2 separate regions of the Arabidopsis thaliana genome follow, and region 2 is linked to region 1. Evidence: chromatin contacts called from public ChIA-PET data. All regions are on one chromosome and are shown on one strand. Each heading gives the region's core, a stretch centred on a gene start, on an enhancer-like site or on the middle of the called end of the contact. The rest is flanking DNA. Distances are from core to core; before and after follow the strand shown.

The links. ChIA-PET counts read pairs in DNA pulled down with a chosen protein or histone mark.
Region 2: a contact with region 1 is called in an H3K4me3 ChIA-PET map of shoot, with 14 read pairs. The contact joins the promoter of AT2G19270 here to the promoter of AT2G19180 in region 1. A contact is called at or near these places in 3 of 26 Hi-C or Micro-C datasets (root, shoot and vegetative nucleus) and 1 of 2 datasets of contacts at active chromatin or transcription factors (shoot).

What each region holds. Positions count from the first base shown.
Region 1 is chr2:8,321,069-8,327,601 of TAIR10.1, forward strand. AT2G19180 reads left to right here and starts at 3,585. Exons shown (of 4, transcript NM_001335626.1): 1 at 3,585-4,079; 2 at 4,374-4,537; 3 at 4,630-5,038; 4 at 5,145-5,155. The coding sequence starts at 3,674. The coding sequence ends at 4,507. It overlaps FRK1 (FLG22-induced receptor-like kinase 1), which reads right to left. Exons shown (of 13, transcript NM_127476.2): 8 at 6,406-6,533; 9 at 6,137-6,345; 10 at 5,928-6,054; 11 at 5,778-5,840; 12 at 5,490-5,679; 13 at 4,981-5,398. The coding sequence ends at 4,999.
Region 2 is chr2:8,360,220-8,366,567 of TAIR10.1, forward strand. It overlaps AT2G19270 (mitotic checkpoint protein PRCC-carboxy-term protein), which reads right to left and starts at 1,732. Exons shown (of 2, transcript NM_127484.4): 1 at 774-1,732; 2 at 1-294. The coding sequence starts at 1,688. The coding sequence ends at 130. AT2G19280 (Pentatricopeptide repeat (PPR) superfamily protein) reads left to right here and starts at 2,208. Exons shown (of 3, transcript NM_127485.4): 1 at 2,208-2,311; 2 at 2,429-4,594; 3 at 4,734-5,925. The coding sequence starts at 2,453. The coding sequence ends at 4,534. AT2G19290 reads right to left here. Exons shown (of 2, transcript NM_127486.1): 2 at 5,700-5,794. The coding sequence ends at 5,700.

The DNA.
Region 1 (6,533 bases), core at 2,335-4,834:
AAGTGATTGTGCAAAGTTGTTGTTACTTTGATTGAGACAATAAATATTTAATATGATCAGATCACTGTTATATATGTATATATATATCCATAACGATTGTATTGAATGTGTTATAATGAATTCATAGTAAGAAAGATGAATGTATAAATTACAAATTGGAGGTATATGGCAGTTTAAAGTTTACATCTGAAAGCACATGTGAATATTGTTCCCCCAAAAATGTCGTTTAGTCCAAACACATCATGTGTCCAGTCATTTTTTTTTCTTTGTTGAAATACTAATAACTTATTCTTCCTCTAACACCAACAAAGCAAATTCGTATATTCATTTCTTATTATATAGTTTCTTTTTCTTTGTTTAATTATTAAACTTCGTTTGGTTTGCTAAAAATAAATATAGTTTACTTCATTATTGTCGACGTAGCCACACCATGCATGAGACCGTTGCGGTATGATAGCGATGCCACAATCTCTCTTTTATCGTTCTTGTATTGAAATGAGAAATATTGTATAATATATAAAATGATGGGTTCTTTATATAACTGGGGGACTTTTAAACTGAATACAAACTATTCTATTGGATCTGTAAAATAGTAGGGTATTCTTGTCGTTTGTGTGAATTATGATGTTTTGGAGTGAAGAGATCATTTTCCCACCAAATTAATGATGGTAGCTTAGCCAGGATAATTTCTTATCATGAACACATGCGTATAGTAAGATTTTTATGCTAATGGTTAAACTTATTGAACAGATCAAAATAATATAATTTTTCTTACAGAGATAGTAGAATTATATATGTTTTCATAAAAGTCATAAAATATATGATTTTTGGAGTAATATATCATTTATTTTATCAAAGAATTGAAAGGTAGCTAATTGTTAAACCTACAAAATTACAGCATTAGTAAACGTTACGAATTGTTATGTGGATCTAAGTAAGAGATATCACTAAAAAAAAAAAGTGAGAGATTAGTAGATTTTTTTATTTTAGCCAATACAAAATTCACATAATGATTACAAAATTTTATAGTTTTTCTTGATTGTGGGTTTAGAGTTTTCAGTATGATTGTAGAACATGATTCTTGAACAAATAGAACTCTGCATTGCTTATATAATAAGTCTATTTATGAAACAAATCCTAAGATAAGCTCAGAAGAGAGTATCCGAAACCTCTAAAAGAAAACCTTGTTCTAATCATTTAATTTTTTTACTGCAGTAACCAATTTCATAATGATTAAATAAAATTGCATTGTAAGATTCGAACTAGGGTCTTTCAACTAATTTTGACAAATTCTTCAACACAACCACATGCATGAATTGGTTTTGATTAAATGCATCCTTCGATCTTTGGATAAATGGTTTTTGGAATGTAATCTTCCCATTTACGTTTTTTTTGTCCCCCTTTAGAATATGGGAACTCTAGTTGATCTCAGTGAAGGGGACTTTGAATACCTTTCGGTTAGAAAAAGACAATTCTGCTATGGGCCAAATTGTCTCAATTTACTTTTCGTGACTCTTTAGTTTACATCGATTTCATATTATTAATTAAGTAGTGTAGTTAGGAAATAATCTCAAAATGTCAGCTTTTATTTTTCCCACAAATTTCATGTAATATAAGTGCAACTATGAACAATACATGTACTTTTAATTAAAAACCGTAAATAATCTCATGAAATTATGAGAAGTTACTATATCAAAAAAATTATGGTATTTATCTAATACATAAAACTATAATATGAGGCTTACATAAAAGAAAAATCTACGATATTTTTATGAATACATATGGAGAAATTGAATACAATATCGTAGAACATATTATAAACCACAACACATCTCATATATATATTATCAGAAGTTCTCCATATGTAGAGATAAAAATATGTACATAAAAGTCTCACAACTTGCATATTCGAAAAATACTAAGATGAAATCATGTGAAAAAGGCATTTTCCCTTGAGCTTGAAGAAATCGGAAAGAGGATGCATAATTCTCAAATGTGATTTCTAAGTAACGTGTTTTCACTTTTGAAAAGTTCCTCTATACCTCTTAGGAAAATACAAAATTTGCACGTTTTCTATAATAACTCAATCCAATGTATCAATAAGGGCCATACCATAAATCTGTAAGTGTAAATATCTATGCCTTTATGTTTTATATATAATAGTCCGATCCTCTCAACTTTAAAGACTTGTTGCTTTTATATAGGTGTCACTGGTGTTGAGACAATCAACCGCTAATTAGACCACTCGGGGATTTTCCTATATGATTTTTTTCTCTCTGTAATTTTACAAAAAATATTCAATTCAAACAAAGTAATAATACCATATTTGTTTCCTTTTTGCAAAAGATTTTTCATATTTTTGTAATTAGAATTTTCTGAGTTTACATGATACATAATTACACATAAAACGGATATAAACCCTACAATGATGAGTTTTCTAAGAAAACGAAAATAAAAATAAAAAGACAAATACCCAATTCCACAAAAGACTTTGGTTTGCAAAATTAGGTCTAAACGGCGACGACCCTACCGACGGCTGAGCGATTTTCCGACACTTAATATTTGTCTTATACACACAAAATTAGGTCAATAATCATATATGTTTCGATTATTGATTTATATCTTAGAGCTTTAGAACGGTTGCCTTCATGGCTTCATATAAGTGGGCATTTAAGCACATATCGTAAAGTTCGGAGCCAATGTCTATACGTCGTCTTCGGGTAAATAACTCTCCTTTATAAACATTTTATTTTTTTTCAACCGAAGAATTAAAATAAAATTTTAGTTTCAACTTTCCTTTCAAATGGAATTAGGATTCACCTCTAGATCAACCCCACTTAGTAATGGTAACGGTGGGGCATTTTAGCTTAACCATATCCATATCTCTGTCATAGCATATGATATGACTTGCAACTATAAACTCCAAATTCACGTGCATAATATAAACGACACTTTATGACATGTGGACTCACAATCTCCATATTCACGTGCATTTACGTACACACATGACATGAGCATAGTTCCATATACATTTGGAAAATAAGACAGCAAATATTATTGGGTCAGCGAATCCTGCAATTTGCATCTACCAAGAATACTATTCATCACTTATACTTTAGGGCCACCGGATTAGATCAATCGGTGCCCATTTCAAGCCCAATCCACTCGTCTTTTGTTAGATTTTTTTTCCTTTTTTATATATATATATATTTGGGTTTGCTCAAACATTAATAATTGATTGAAGTTAATTTTAAAATTTAGAAATTGGACTTGCTGTTTTATTTAGAAAATCCACAACTGAATGAGTTCTAACATGTACAAGATTCACCAAAACTTTGTCTTATCCTGTCAAATGGTTAGTCTTGCGGATATGATGCTAATTTCATGTTTTAAGTTATTTCAATTTTTCAAATATACTTTTTTCTTATCAATAAATTTACCATCAAAAAAGAAATAAATTTACCATCAAAAAAGAAAAAAAATTGACCAAAGAAAAAAAAAAATTGACCAAGAAAAAAAGGTTATTTGTTTTTCTATTAATTTTCTATAATTGGATCGGATCTCAGGGATTCGGATCCCAATTTGTACCCGTTTCAGTTTCACGAACTCTGTCATCGTTTATAAATGTAAAAAAAATCTCAAACTTTCTCTTTCTTGACTCTCTCTCCTAAAAATGTCTCGATTGCTCTCAAAAACCCTAATTCCCAACGGAAGATTCCTCCTCCGTCGTTTCAACGAGCCGGCGATTACGACACCACCAAACGTCGTCTGTTTCAGCCGCCGCTTTTCATCCATCCCACAAGTCATCGAGCTTGAAATCGATTCTAAAAACGAAGCGGAAGCAGCAATTCTCAAAAAGCTAAACGAATTCGTACGAAGGATCATCGTTCATAATTCGACTCCAGATTGGCTTCCTTTTGCACCTGGCTCTTCCTTTTGGGTACCTCCTCATCAGATTACGGCTACAAAGATCGCCAATTTGGTCGATAAGGTGACTAATCCGTTGACGGAGGAAGAGTCTCTTTCGCTTTCGTCTCCTTATGGTTGGCCTTGTTCCTCTTTCTTCATTCCTCCTCCAGGTAATTGCTCTGATGGGTCTTACTTGTTTTTTGGTTCTGCTTGTTAAAAAAGATTCCTTTTGAGATTTTCCTCAATGTTAAACCCAATTCATGAGACAAAGTTGAGATTTTGTTGGGTTACTTAGGGAAGAGAATATTTGAACATTATTATCTACATGAACATTTAGAGCAATACTAGAGCTGATTTGTTTTGATGTTTGTGTCTCGTTTTCGAAAGATATGGTTGAGTCGTTGTTAGGGTTATTTGCTGATATCTGTGGTGATATGTTTGTGTATGTCTATGAAAATGTTAAGATGGTTCCTCATCTACACAAGAGGAAGAAGCTAGCGTGGAGTTGAAAATCCCGGGGAATGAGATGTTGGAAGTGAAGCTAGCACATTATCCAGATCCTATTTACTCTTTTAAACCTGAAGATGGTGAAGAGTGATTCGATACCTTTTCCAGCACGAGAGAGCAGGTAATGACAATGTAAAGAAATTTTTTTACAAGTTGATTATAGATTTGAAGTAGCAATGAAATGTGTTCCTGACAAATACCTTGGATGTACAGGACAGGATTGGAAAAAACAGATGACGATCGAAACTCAAGCAGTTTGTACATACAGTTGAAAACCATGGGAGTTATATGATCTTTGGGTGACTTTATACACCTTGTTTACTATGTTTTATAATTGACTTAATATAATTAGCTTGGGGGCTTCTTCCACTTGCCAGAGTTTATGGTGATGCTCGGGTAACTTGACAATTTCATTTATAATGACAATTCTTCCCTTTGACACTTGACCTAAGTGCATATAAATAATGTCTTGGCATACATATTATTCAGCAACCATTTGCAAGTAAGATTAATGTATTTATTGAGACACAAAAGCAAATTGAATACAAATTTATTCTTCTTTTTCTACTCTGAAGAAATTCACTACCTTGCTCGAGGAACCATCTCGGTGTCTAGATTCACTGTAAGCATTTTCGTCGAGTCATCGTAGTTTTCCTGATCAGTCACTATGCCATAAACAATCTGTTTCAGCTCCATAACGACCTGACTCATCGTTGGCCTCTGCGCAGAAGTGTGCTCGGTACAAGCAAGAGCGATCTCTGACATTTTCCAAGCCGAGCCAACGTCATATCTCTCTCTTAGACGCTGATCCACGATTCCTCTAATGTCTCCGTTGGCTAATATTGACCTGACATGATCACTTATATGCACCTTCTCTGTTTTTGAGCTTGCAATAGCAGGTTGGCCTGTAATCACTTCAAGAAGAACAACCCCAAGACTATAAACATCACTCTTTTCGTTCATTTGGCGAGTCGAATAGTACCTGTAGTTTCAATAATATGTGTCACCCTAGATGAAACATTTGTATTCTTTAGTTTGGAGAAATAGTAATTAAGAAGGTTTTTATTACTTACTCGGGGTCAAGGTAACCGATGGATCCAGCGACAACTGTTGAAATCTGACCGCTTCCTTCAACAGAGAAGCTTCTAGATAACCCGAAGTCCGCCATCTTCGCTTGGAGCTTCTCGTTTAGTAAGATGTTTGTTGGCTTCACATCTCTGTGAACTATAGGAGGCTTACAACCATTGTGAAGATACTCTAGTCCTGAATTTGTTTTATAGACAAGAAAACACACACTTCATTGATTGATTTTCGCATGTTAGATTTAGTTAAATGTAATTTCAAGATGGGACTTCCCGAACCTTGCGCTGCATCTAATGATATCTTCAACCTCTCTTCCCAGCTCAAGATAAATGACCTTTTACCTTCACAAAATGAAACAAAACCAAAGTTCCTTTCTCAGTACATTATGAACATAAGATTAGTGAACAAAAGAAGAATCATTAATTAACCTGCCAAATAGTCTCCTAAGTTCTCATTAGCCATATACTCATAGATAAGCACCATGTGGTTTATTTCGTTGCAATATCCAACAAGAGAAGTCAGGTTCGTGTGATGAACTCTCATGAGAAGGTCAACCTGCGATTCTCAACTAGATTAGTTAGGTGAAAAAGTTTGAGATAAATTAAGATTAAGTCCTTGAAAGGTACGCAAAAAAAACCTCTGCTCGAAACTCTTTGTAGCCTTGAGCTGATTCTTCAGAGAGTACCTTGACAGCAACTTGTTCTCCATTTATGACACCATGGTATACTTTACCAAAACCTCCTTTGCCAATAACTCTCTCAAAGTTATTTGTGATATTCACAACTTCTGAGTACTTAAAGTATCGCTTTGCAGTTTTCAACGGCCCATTCCTCTCACCAAGTGTACCTATAAGAACCTCGTTTAGTTACTTTCTTTATTGGCAGAAATTTGTTTTTAGTATCATACCTCTTTGTTGTTTTTTCTTGAAACGCCGGAACAAAGCTAAAGCCGTCAAAAGAACGACGATGATTCCTACGACTACTAATGGAATGATGTATCCATTCTTGTTCTTCTTCTTTGTGTTTGAACAGGAA
Region 2 (6,348 bases), core at 482-2,981, 37 kb after region 1:
TTCATTCACGGAAATGAGTATTACATTCAAAGCTTGGATCTTGGAAAATAGTAAAAGAAAAAAATTACACTCTGAGTTACAGAAAATCTGTTGCAAATTTCACAAATTGAGAAAAACAATAGCGGCAAATCACCATCCGTATTTAGCTTGTGTCTCGGCTTTCGTGAGCAATCCTCTAGAACGTCTCTCTGTCAACTCCGACTCCTTGTGCTTCATGTCCATGAACAACGCAGTGATTTGATGCTTCCTCTTGTGAAGCTTTGACACTTTCCCTTTAGATGAAGATGTTACCGGCTGCAAGACAAATTTGAACAAAGACATCATTTAAAAAGCAATACAAAGCAGTCAAGTATATTTTCAGTGAAGAACACATAATAAAATTGGTATGATAATCAAAGTATCTCTTTTCCTATAAATCCACAAAGAAGTTTATCAGCAAAACAGAAAGAACTTGACAACAGAAGCCCCAAACAAGAGATAATCTTCAACTCATATTCAACTCATATGCTCTCTAATGAAAATCTCCTACCAGCAAAGGGTTTAGATATACAGAACCAGAGAATGAGAATAATAAGAGACATTAGAGACAAGACAACACCCAAGTTATTGCAAATAAATTTCGCAAGAAAAAACTTGACAATGGCAGCCACAAACAGGAGACAAATTCACAACGCTCTATACTCTATAGTGTTACCAGTTCAGGCTTTTCTAAAGACAATTCCTAAGTTCTTGCAGCCAAAAACGAGTAAGAAGAGTTTAGAGAGTAAACAAACCTGATACGCAGGTCCAAAGGCGATTCCAGTAGATTTAACCTGATCAACTCGTGGCCTATTCTTCATAAGCTCATCTTGCTTAACCTCAACAATCTCTGGCATCTGATTCCTCCCTCTCCTTCCTCTCCTCGCACCACTATCCATAGCTACAACCGCTTCAGGCAATCCCGTCATTGCCTCAAACCCACCACCATTCCAAGTATTACCTCCATAGCTACTACCATCATATCCCACACTACTACCACTAGGAATTGTTTCGTATCCACCATCATAACCAGTAGCATAATAGTTATCTACTCCAACGATTTGTTCCGTTTCGCTATTACTATGACTAAACGATTCATAGCTCTGGTTTTGTTGATCACTAATACCTGAATCCGTTTGAGGAAATGCAATTGAAGGTGTTTCTGTTTCGAGATTCGATCTTCGACCTGATCCTGATCCCAATGAAGGAAGAGCACCTAGTGTTTGTGAGCTTTTAGGTGCAGGCATGGCGGATAAGAACGATCTTACTGATGAATCGTGAGATGCGGAAGCAGATTCCATCTGTTTACGCTTCTTCCTAGCTTTCTCTTCTTCTTCGTCGTCTTCGTCGTCAAGATTGCTCGGTCTAGGGTTTACTGGAAGCCTGATCTGGACGACACGTTTCGGAATTGACGACGGATTGGGATTTTTTTTCCGTGAAATTGAGGATTTGGGAGGAGGGAGAGATGAGAGGAAAGAAGAAGATTTTCCTCGAGAGGAAGATGAGCCTAAATCACCATCTTCGGAGGATTTGAGTTCTTTAGGTTGAGGAATAGCTGAGAATAGAGACGAAGCGGAAGGTTCTGAGGATTTTACAGTGAAAGCTTCTCGACGTGGTTGAAGATCTTCTTCTTCGTCCGACGAAGCGTAGCTCGCTACCAGAGAGTCCATTGCAGAGAGAGAGAGAGAGAGAGAGAGAGAGAGGAAGACTTAGCCGTCGCCGAGATATGTCGGAGTATTTGTCTTATTTATATGGGCTTTTTCAGGAGAGATTTAAGACCCATTTAAAAGCCCATTTGGAAGTGATGTGAAAAAAAGGTTTTGCCAAATGGCCCAAATCCCATACTGTAATACATTATGGGTAAAAAATTTCGTTAAGGTATATAACGTATATAGCCTATAAGCATAATAACCCCATAAATACATTATGGGTAAAATCATATTTCTCTCTCTTTCCAATAAGAAATCTTATTGCAATTGGTTTCTAAAAAACCGGTTCGAATCCAGGGAGAAAGAAAACCGGAATCAAAATGATATTTCTCTCTCTTTTTATTGTGGTCAAACCGGAATCACAAATCATAAATAATAATCATAAGAAACGTGAATGGGCCTTAGATTCCGATTCAAGCCCATAAAAGAAGGCCCAGTTTTTGTTATTAGATTAGGACACCGGTTTGATTTCTGGAAGAGAAAAAACCGGAATTTCACATCGTCTCTACCAATCTCTCCATCTCTCTCTCTGCTCGCCGTCGCCGTTATTATTCCGGGCGATCAAAATTAAGACAAGCCATTTTGTAAGTTTTTGCAGCTACTTGAGTGATACAATGCTTGAGAGTAATGATAAATTTTATGATGTGGGTTTCTCTCAGAACCACAAAAATTGACAAAATTTGATTTTGTTTCTTCTTCAGATAACTTGTGACCAGTCCCTGTTTATGTGGGTTTCAATCTTTAACCTCAAGTCTTCTGGATTGAATCATTTTTGTACAAGAACCAAGGCTTTTCGATATTTCTGGTGTAGGACCTTTTCTCTTGCTTCGTTGTCTGAGAATAACTCAAGATTCCAGACTGATTCTAGTAGGCTACCTTACTCTGGATCACGGTACTATCATAGTTCAAGTAAGCATTTTGGTGAAGATTTTGTTTCGATTCTGAAGAATATTGATGTCCCAAGGGATTGTGTTGAGACTATTAGAAATGTGCTTGTGAAACACAATTGGATACAGAAATATGAGAGTGGGTTTAGTACTGAGCTTGATCAATACACTGTCATTAGAATTTTGGATGATTTGTTTGAGGAGACTTTGGATGCATCTATTGTTCTATACTTCTTTAGGTGGTCAGAGTTGTGGATTGGTGTTGAGCACTCGAGCAGGTCTATCAGCAGGATGATTCATATTTTGGTATCTGGAAATATGAATTATAGAGCTGTAGATATGCTTCTCTGTCTGGTGAAGAAATGTAGTGGAGAAGAAAGGTCTTTGTGTTTAGTTATGAAGGATCTTTTTGAAACTCGTATTGATCGTAGGGTTTTAGAGACTGTGTTTAGCATACTGATTGATTGTTGCATTAGAGAGAGAAAGGTAAACATGGCCCTGAAGCTAACTTACAAAGTGGACCAGTTTGGCATCTTTCCTTCACGAGGGGTTTGTATTTCGTTGCTTAAGGAAATTCTACGAGTTCATGGCTTGGAGTTAGCTCGGGAATTTGTTGAGCACATGCTTAGTCGAGGGAGGCATCTAAATGCTGCTGTCCTTAGCCTATTCATAAGGAAGTATTGCTCGGATGGCTATTTTGATAAAGGTTGGGAATTGCTTATGGGAATGAAACACTACGGCATCAGACCTGATATTGTGGCATTTACAGTTTTTATTGATAAATTGTGTAAGGCAGGGTTTCTAAAAGAAGCGACTTCGGTATTGTTTAAACTCAAACTCTTTGGTATCTCTCAGGATTCTGTATCCGTCAGTTCTGTTATCGACGGGTTCTGTAAGGTGGGGAAACCAGAGGAAGCCATTAAGCTCATTCATTCTTTTCGTCTTAGACCAAACATTTTTGTGTACAGTAGCTTTCTGTCAAATATATGTTCCACAGGAGACATGCTCAGAGCTTCTACCATATTTCAGGAGATTTTCGAGTTGGGACTCCTTCCTGATTGTGTTTGTTATACTACTATGATTGATGGGTATTGTAATCTAGGCAGAACTGATAAAGCTTTTCAATACTTCGGGGCGCTGTTGAAAAGCGGGAACCCGCCATCCTTGACAACATCTACAATACTTATTGGAGCTTGCAGCAGGTTTGGAAGCATAAGTGATGCAGAATCTGTGTTTCGGAATATGAAAACTGAAGGTCTCAAACTGGATGTCGTAACATATAACAATCTGATGCATGGGTATGGGAAGACACATCAGCTGAATAAAGTTTTTGAGCTTATTGATGAGATGAGATCTGCTGGTATCTCTCCAGATGTTGCAACCTACAATATTTTGATACATAGCATGGTTGTTAGAGGATATATCGATGAAGCAAATGAAATTATCAGTGAGCTTATCCGACGAGGCTTTGTTCCTAGTACATTAGCATTCACAGATGTGATTGGTGGGTTCTCGAAGAGAGGGGATTTTCAGGAAGCGTTTATTTTGTGGTTCTACATGGCTGATCTTAGAATGAAACCTGATGTTGTAACATGCAGTGCATTACTTCATGGCTATTGCAAAGCGCAGAGAATGGAGAAAGCTATTGTTTTGTTTAATAAGTTGCTTGATGCGGGGTTAAAGCCAGATGTTGTTTTGTATAATACGCTCATCCATGGATATTGCAGTGTAGGAGATATTGAGAAAGCATGTGAGTTGATTGGTTTGATGGTTCAAAGGGGAATGCTTCCAAATGAGAGTACCCATCACGCACTTGTTTTGGGGCTTGAGGGAAAGAGGTTTGTGAACTCAGAAACGCATGCATCCATGCTACTTGAAGAAATTATTGTTGCAAAATGGCACCTGACATCGGGAGGATGATAACAGATTACATTCTGCAGCACCACTTCTTCTTTCGTCTTAATGTCCACCTTTTTCAGGGTTAGATTTAGTTCTCTCCATAAGTTTTGTTAGCCTTGTTATCTGACCAGGATATATCAATCAACCCTTTCACTTCTCTCTATAAGTTTTGTTGTTTTGTTTCTTTGCTAAAATCCATCTGCTTTGTTGCATCTTGCAGATTATGGCACTTTTTTGGCCCTTTATTTGCTCCTGTAATAAAGGGCTTTCATTATTTCAAGTTCCGTAGTACAACCTAATAGTAGTTTGGCTCCTGAACGTCTTACTTATGGAAATGGGCATCCATACAATGTCCAAGCAGTGCAGTCTCGAGTGAGTAGAATGCAGCAGCACAAAACTATTAAAATGAGCATTAGGAGAGAACCCTTTTGTGTGCCTGATAACTGAGAAGTCACTGGAATGAGTATAAAACAATGTGTTGGACTAAAATTACGTACTGTGAAATTGATCAAAACTAGTAATCAGAAGAGAAGTTATTGTTTCTTTGGTATGGTAGTCACTGGATTTGGTTTTCTTGCATATTGACTCTGTTCCATGTTTTATTTCCGACGTTTAGGAGATCAGAAGCATATGAACTCTATCACTCCAGAGGGACTACGTCTACATGGAGAAGTTGACCAAAAGATTCATCGGTACTTTAGAAAAGTAATGTGCTTTCAGCTACTTTTTTGGCATGAAACTTATCAGATGATCCCGAACAGTCTCAAGTAAGCTTTCTTGAAGCTGTTCTAGTCACTGATGAATCAAAACAATAAGTAAGTTATCCAGAGAATCTGTTATTCTCAAGGTATCGTAAAAAGCCCTGACTTCTCTTGTGTATTGTCTAAGGAAAAGGAGCTTAAAACCTGGGGGAACTGCGGACCTTAACCTAGGAAAAACAAGACAGGAAACAGGATAAGCTGGAGAAATCAAGAAAAGTCATGTCGGGAAAACCAAGAGCAATGGAGATAGATCTGATGTCTTGCTTACATATAGCCGGAGGAAGATGAGAGGGAAATCAATTGGTGTTCGAGTTAATGGCTTTCTAGTTTATACTCGGAAGAAGTTAAAATTCAGAGGACATTTTGCTAGACATGACCTAAGCGAAACCAAGAATAATGGTGATCAACTTTCTATTGTCAGATCTCTAGAACTCGTAGACGATACCCAAGTTACCGAAGTGACATGTTCTTTTGATGGAACAAATGACAGCTGGTTGGTATTCCACTGATGCTGGGGTGTCTGAGACAGATACAGACAAGTAGTAGCAGCCCTTTCAGGCAGTGTAAACATTGTGATATGCCAGGAACTATCGAAAATATGTTAATTTGTAATGACTGAGGTATGCACTTCGATAATCAAAAGTCCTTTGCATTTTTGAGTCCTATTGTAATATCGAATATATGTCTCTTGTTAATTAGTATTGTTCCTTTACCCATTCAAAGCTTGAATCGAGGAACATAGTAAATGAAAAAAAAATCACACATTGAGTTACAGAAAATATTTCTTTAGCAAATTTGGAAGAAACAATATCAACATATCACCATATGTATTTAACTTGTGTATCAGTCAATATACTTTATACCTAGAGACAACTTAATGTACAATATCAGCAAATCACCATCTGTATTTAGCTTGTGTATCAGTCAATATACTCTCTACCTAGAGACAACTTCATGTACCGTATCAGCAAATCATCATCCGTAACTGCAGTGATTTGATGCTTCCTTGTGAAGCTTTGACAAATTCCCTTTTGATGAAGATGTTGTCGGCTGCAAGACAAATGTGAACAAAGA